2 separate regions of the Bicyclus anynana genome follow, and region 1 is linked to region 2. Evidence: chromatin contacts called from public Hi-C data. All regions are on one chromosome and are shown on one strand. The core of a region is the stretch at or near the end of the contact, and the rest is flanking DNA. Distances in the headings are between cores, read along the strand shown. Region 1 holds the start of LOC112043386 (calponin homology domain-containing protein DDB_G0272472). Region 2 overlaps LOC112043386 (calponin homology domain-containing protein DDB_G0272472).

Region 1 (2,700 bases), core at 34-2,533, 45 kb before region 2:
AAAACTTGGCTACGTCATAATTATAAATATGTATTAATGTACGTCATTATATAAATTTATTATTATGTATTAATTTTCGTTAAAGAGTAACCCCAGAGTTATAGGAAATACTGCCAAGCACCCATTATAATCAAAACTACTATTCCGGTAAAACCATGGTCAAGTCTGCTAGTAATATACATATAATTAAGTATAAGTCCTAACAAATCTGTGCCTCCTGTGATATCCTGTCCTTGTTGTACTTTTAATTAGAAATCTTGCTCTTTGTATTACATTCTAATGTATATTGTAAAAAAAATTGCTAAATTTGTAAAAAAAATGTTTAATACTGAAACAATGTGGGATTTCACAGTATTGTACGTGCTTTGTGTTTTTATTGTTTTTAAAACTATAATTTTGCAAAACTCACAATCTTTGTTTTGTATGACAATAAATTACATAATTTTAATTAGGTTTTTAGGTAACCTTACTTACACTTACTTATTTTTATTATAATGGTCTCTGATCCGGCATTAGAAATATATACCCTCAAATGTTTTAGCGATGATAAATAATATTTACAGAGACACATTATAAAGAGGTTGCCTATTATACTTAAGTTAAAATGATTGTTTTTTAATTAATAATTTACAAGGTCAAGTAAAAAAAAAAAATAGTAAAGAACTAAGAATATTATGTTGATTCTGTTACACTGTTCTATCTCAAATTTATTTGTTTATTGAATCCTCATAATGTTATAGAAAAACAATATGTAATTGATTTTCCACCAGCCTAAAATTTGTATGTACACAATATTTGTAATTTTGGGGATTGTGAATGATAATTACAATTGTAAATAATGTTTTTTTTTAAAGAGCAACCACTGAGTTTCTTGCCGGCTCTTCTGCCTTCCGAACCGGTGGTAGAGTCACTACACAATTAACAGACAATAACAAAATAAATAGATTTAAATATATTAAAGGCTTTTCTTTTCCTTAAAATCTAACAAGTAAATATAAATTTAGGTGCACTAGTAGTGTAAGAGAAAACCGGAAATTTCTAAAATCGGTACATTAAAAAATCTTCAACAAGTGTGTGTGTTCAGCACTAATTTCTCTAATTACGATTTTTGCACATCCCTAATTTTACTACGATTTATATGCATGTGTTGAATTAGAAAGAGATAGGACTTTCCCCCCACATTTAATTTTTTCCCAAGTGTAAAAGAGAGGTCCGAGAAATTTATGAATGACATTTTTATACACACATACAAAATTTCTAACCAGCACAAAGCTTTGTTCTGAGTCAGAGGTCTGCTTCATTTGTGGTCTGTGACGATATCTTTCAAAATTAAAATCAGCTGAATACGCCGAGTAATTTTAATAAACTAAACTATTATATAAAGTGCCTGTAGATTTCATGGTGATTCATTGTATATTTTGAGTGGTTTATTTTTTTGGAATAGCGGTTTAAAGTTTTATTGACGCCATCTTCAGAGATTGTTCGCCAATCGCCACCAATCGCCGTTCATACGTCGCTGGCAGTGAACGGAACGAAGTGCCGTCGCATAGATCGTTGGCTGGCCGTGTCTGGCTGAAAATAGTGAACGAAGTTATGAGTTTTCGAAATATGTTCGAATAAAAAAAGTGAACAGTGAGTGACTGTCATCCAGCAAGATGGTTGATGACGTGAAAGATATTACCGAAAAAGCTGAAAGTAAAGGTATTGTGTGCATTTAAAATCGATACGTGCCGTTTTAGTGTGAAATGTGATCGAAACCGTCTAACCCTAAACCGCGTCGTGGCCCCACGTCGTGGGCTCGTGTACAGCTTTCGAGAATGTCCGCAGTGGATTGTTGCCGACGCAATCCGATGTTTTGTTTTTCATCCGCATTTGGACGTCTTTTGACGTCGTGGTATGTTCTAAAATTAGCTAAACGACCACCAGGCGGTAGGATCTACGCAGGGATGTGCATTAAGCGCTCCGCCCGAGGAGCTGTCATTTGGTCATTGATGGTATTATCCAGCCGGATTCCTTGCCCAGTTACCGTTATATCATATCTATGTATCGTAAAACTGATAAGTATTGTCGCAATTCGATCATTTACCGCATAGTGTCGTGCAAAAGTCGACTGTAAATGTATAAAATGTACCAAATGTACCAAATGATGTGTTCCTTGAGTCACACACTATCAATTTGTAGGCTGACGTAAGTGGTATGTTTTAGCATAGCAAGTGCATACAATTTTCGTTAATACACACAGACACATACAGATATGTAGAATGCAGGCTTTCTATTATGTAGGTACAATCTTATCAGTCTTCAATCCTATATAAAAATTTTCCTGATTATATTGTCATCAAAATTGCATGTCATATCTCATATATTGCATATGATATTTATGTAGTGACTAGTGTATGATACAAAGTGATTAGCTAGAATTATCTATTGGCTTATGTTTTCTACCCATACCTTTATATTAATGTTTAAACAATGACTAAACATGAGAATGACATTAATAACTCCATAAACATCCTTATTAATTTTTTTTTTACCTGGCACCTAGCTACAAATTATGTGTTACAAAATATTAAATTAGACAAAATATTAACATCCCTACACAATAAAAGATCTTGACAATCATCTTTGTAGATTAACATTAATGAATCTAAGTTGGTGATATTAAACAAAAAATTATAAATATCAAAACTAAAAATGGCT
Region 2 (3,017 bases), core at 506-3,005:
TTACGAAGCTTACTGTCCTTTTAGTTTCACACTAGCGATTTTTCATTCACGGGTCTTTTCACACTAACGGGCGCTCGCAACTTCGTCCGCATAAAAACCCTTTTAGTTACTTTCAACTTAAACGTAACTTTCACCTTTTACGCTGATTTACGCGATGCAAGCTCTGAAAAGGTATATTTTTCCCCGTTTATGTCCCAGTTCTAAGTTTCCGTAGTCAACTAGGAACCCATATACCAAGCTGTGTTAAAAAAATAATTTATCTAACAAATATCACCATTATCGTCCACATCATGATTAACAGCCGATGGACGTCCATTGCTGGACATGGATAACAAATATATTAAATGCGAATGTCAGTTTGTTTGTCATACTAAACAGATTTTAAATAATGTCAAATGGTAAGCTATATTATCAGCTAGCGAGGATATATTTTATTCCCACGGAAACGGGAACTTGGTGAGGGAAGTCGCAGGTGCTTCGTTGGTAAGATTATTTAAAAGAAAGCATGGCATTTTCGTCAAGAGAGTTATATAAATAATATCAATTTAACAAATTAACCTTTACTTGTTTATAATATTAGTATAGAAAGGATTTTTCGTCATCTGAATGTCTTTTCTGTGGTCTTGTGAAGTCTTTCTTCATATCTTTCGGCTTGTTGGGTTTCAAATTGTTTCAGACCGCTCTTTGCTTTTAAAATGGATATGAATGCTGCTAGGTATTGTGTGTGTGAATTTTTCGCCATTGTTGTAAAATTTTGTAAAAACTATAATTAATGATATATTATAATGTCTACTTGATATCTATCTTTCTTTAATCGTGCGTCGTATGTTCTGCATTTTCTTATATAAGTATTTGTCTTTCAATAAATTTTAATTAACTAATCTATATTTCCTATTGACACATTATGTGCATGTACTTAATAAAATAATAGAAAACGAGTGTGTATAATTATTAAAGTAAATTACCAAAATTGAGTTTATGCTATAAGAAAGATGTGAAATGATACGAAAAAGTTAGTTAAGAATTTATTTTTGTGTTTTATACTTATGCCATCTTAGACTGCATCATCACTTACCATCAGGTGAGATTGTAGTCAAGGGCTAACTTGTAAAGAATAAAAAAAAAAAAATTATGCTCTCGTTCCGAAACTCACTAAACTGATTTTAATGAGGGTTTTTTTACAGGAGCAACACAATTATTAAGTACTTTATCTTTCATAGACTTTGTTTGATTTGTGTTAAGTACTGTATTTTTTTGGTATATTAATTCGCGAATACTTTCGGCGTTTTGGACGAAGAAACAGGCATTTCGTTCCGATTACTATTTAGAGCAATGCCTCATTACTTCGTTGCGTTCTGTTACGATGTCGCAGCGTCAGCGACAGCGCTGTGTCGTTTTCCATTTCCGTCCTTTTATATTTCAAATGACGTGCTATATTCATGGTTTACGACGCAGACGACGTTTAAAAGGACAAAAGACAGTACTCATTTGCTTTGTATCCATCGTTGAAACTGACTGGGTGCGTGCGTCGTCGTTGCACTGTCGTCATGCGTCAACACAGCGCAAGTGTAGCATAATACGTTGATCTTTTGCGACGACAACTAATGAGGCATTGCCCTATATTATGGAACTCGGAAACTTATGAGTTTTTATTTCTTTCCAGGTAGAAGAACGAAAACGCGCGATATGGGAGGCGTCCATCTCCCGTCGCGAGGCGTTGCTGCAACGCGAACGCGACCGCACCGAGCGGTTGGAGCGAGCGCGAGCGGCTCGCTCGTCGCCGCGACCAGCGTTCGCGTTCGGCTCGTCGACGCCCCGCTTGCTTGAGCCAGTCGACTCGGCTGGTTTCTTTTGGGCCGCGCGCAGGTATGCTTCCAATGTTATCACACCTATTGCTTTATATTGAACTAGTTAGCGATGTCACGTAAAGCTGCGTGCTCATTAGCGAGCTACTACTGTCACCGAACAGACATTCAAGTATTAGAGCTTGAACAGTCGTTGAAACACCAAATTGAGTAGACTGAACCGCTACGATTACGCTTGTACGCTTAATACGATATTTGCTCACAGCAGAACAATCCAACTTTCGGCTCGCTGTGAGCCGCTCGCAAACGTTGTCGTTGTGTTCGCAGCGTGCTAATGAGTCAGCGGCTTAATAAAACGAATGTTTTTTTTTGCGAATATCGCTATTTCTTAGTATATCCTAAATCTCTTGTTTTGAAATAAAAGCCGCTCTCGAGTTTTAGCGCGACTATCGATCAGAATGATCTTCATTTTGCGGAAGTTAGTCATTACACTTGAGTTGGGTCTGGAACTCTGTTAGCTTAGGTAAGCTGAATATCTTCAAGGCAAGAGTGAATATCTTCTAGACAAGCACACTGGGACCACATCCCCACTTACCATCAGATGAGATCGTGGTCGAGACTCGAGAGCGAGCCTGTTTCATTGGAATTAATTTTAAAATCAGTATGATCAACAAACAAATTATTACTTCATTCTGCTATTCTACGGTATCTAATCCTGAGAAGAATATAATCTTTAATCGTGTTCAAGTTCAAATGTTTCGAGAACTAAATGTTCTCTTCATTGCAACACATGGAAAAGCAGCTTTATTCCCTTTTAGTGATTTTTTTTATTTATAGTATTAGTTTTTAAGGCCTGTTTAGTTATTATTATGGGTGCCGGGTTATTTGTTGAACTCGGTCGAAGCATTTTTTTACGTTTATTTTTTACTAAAATTGACAAAATGATGAAATTTTATGAACGCTGTTTTTTTTAATCGGACTGTAAAAAATAAAAAAAATGCTTAGTCCGATTATTTATTATAGTTATTTTATTTGTTTTTTTTTTTTCATTTTGCACTAATTTTATTTTTTGTTTTCTCACCTCCAGTACCAACCCCATAGATCAGATGAACTTTTTTGAATCACTGTAAGCAGTTTCGACGTTTTTTTTCTGTTGTTTTTGGTTATGTTCTGTCAATTTTTTTATTAATTTTACTAATATTTTTAAATTAT

What was found. Hi-C and Micro-C count contacts between places; a contact is called where the count stands out from the background.
Region 1: a Hi-C map of whole body shows a contact between it and region 2, with 2.8 times the contacts expected there. The contact joins the promoter of LOC112043386 here to the enhancer-like site in region 2. A contact is called at or near these places in 2 of 2 Hi-C or Micro-C datasets (whole body and whole larva).

The regions. Positions count from the first base shown.
Region 1 is chr22:1,677,020-1,679,719 of ilBicAnyn1.1, reverse strand. LOC112043386 (calponin homology domain-containing protein DDB_G0272472) reads left to right here and starts at 1,283. Exons shown (of 19, transcript XM_052888452.1): 1 at 1,283-1,701. The coding sequence starts at 1,656.
Region 2 is chr22:1,631,804-1,634,820 of ilBicAnyn1.1, reverse strand. LOC112043386 (calponin homology domain-containing protein DDB_G0272472) reads left to right here. Exons shown (of 19, transcript XM_052888452.1): 4 at 1,664-1,866; 5 at 2,893-2,931. Among protein-coding and RNA genes, the nearest start is that of LOC112043386, 45 kb to the left of the region's middle. Within about 2 kb of position 1,755, at least 6 of the 8 cell types and tissues checked have open chromatin away from gene starts, as enhancers often do.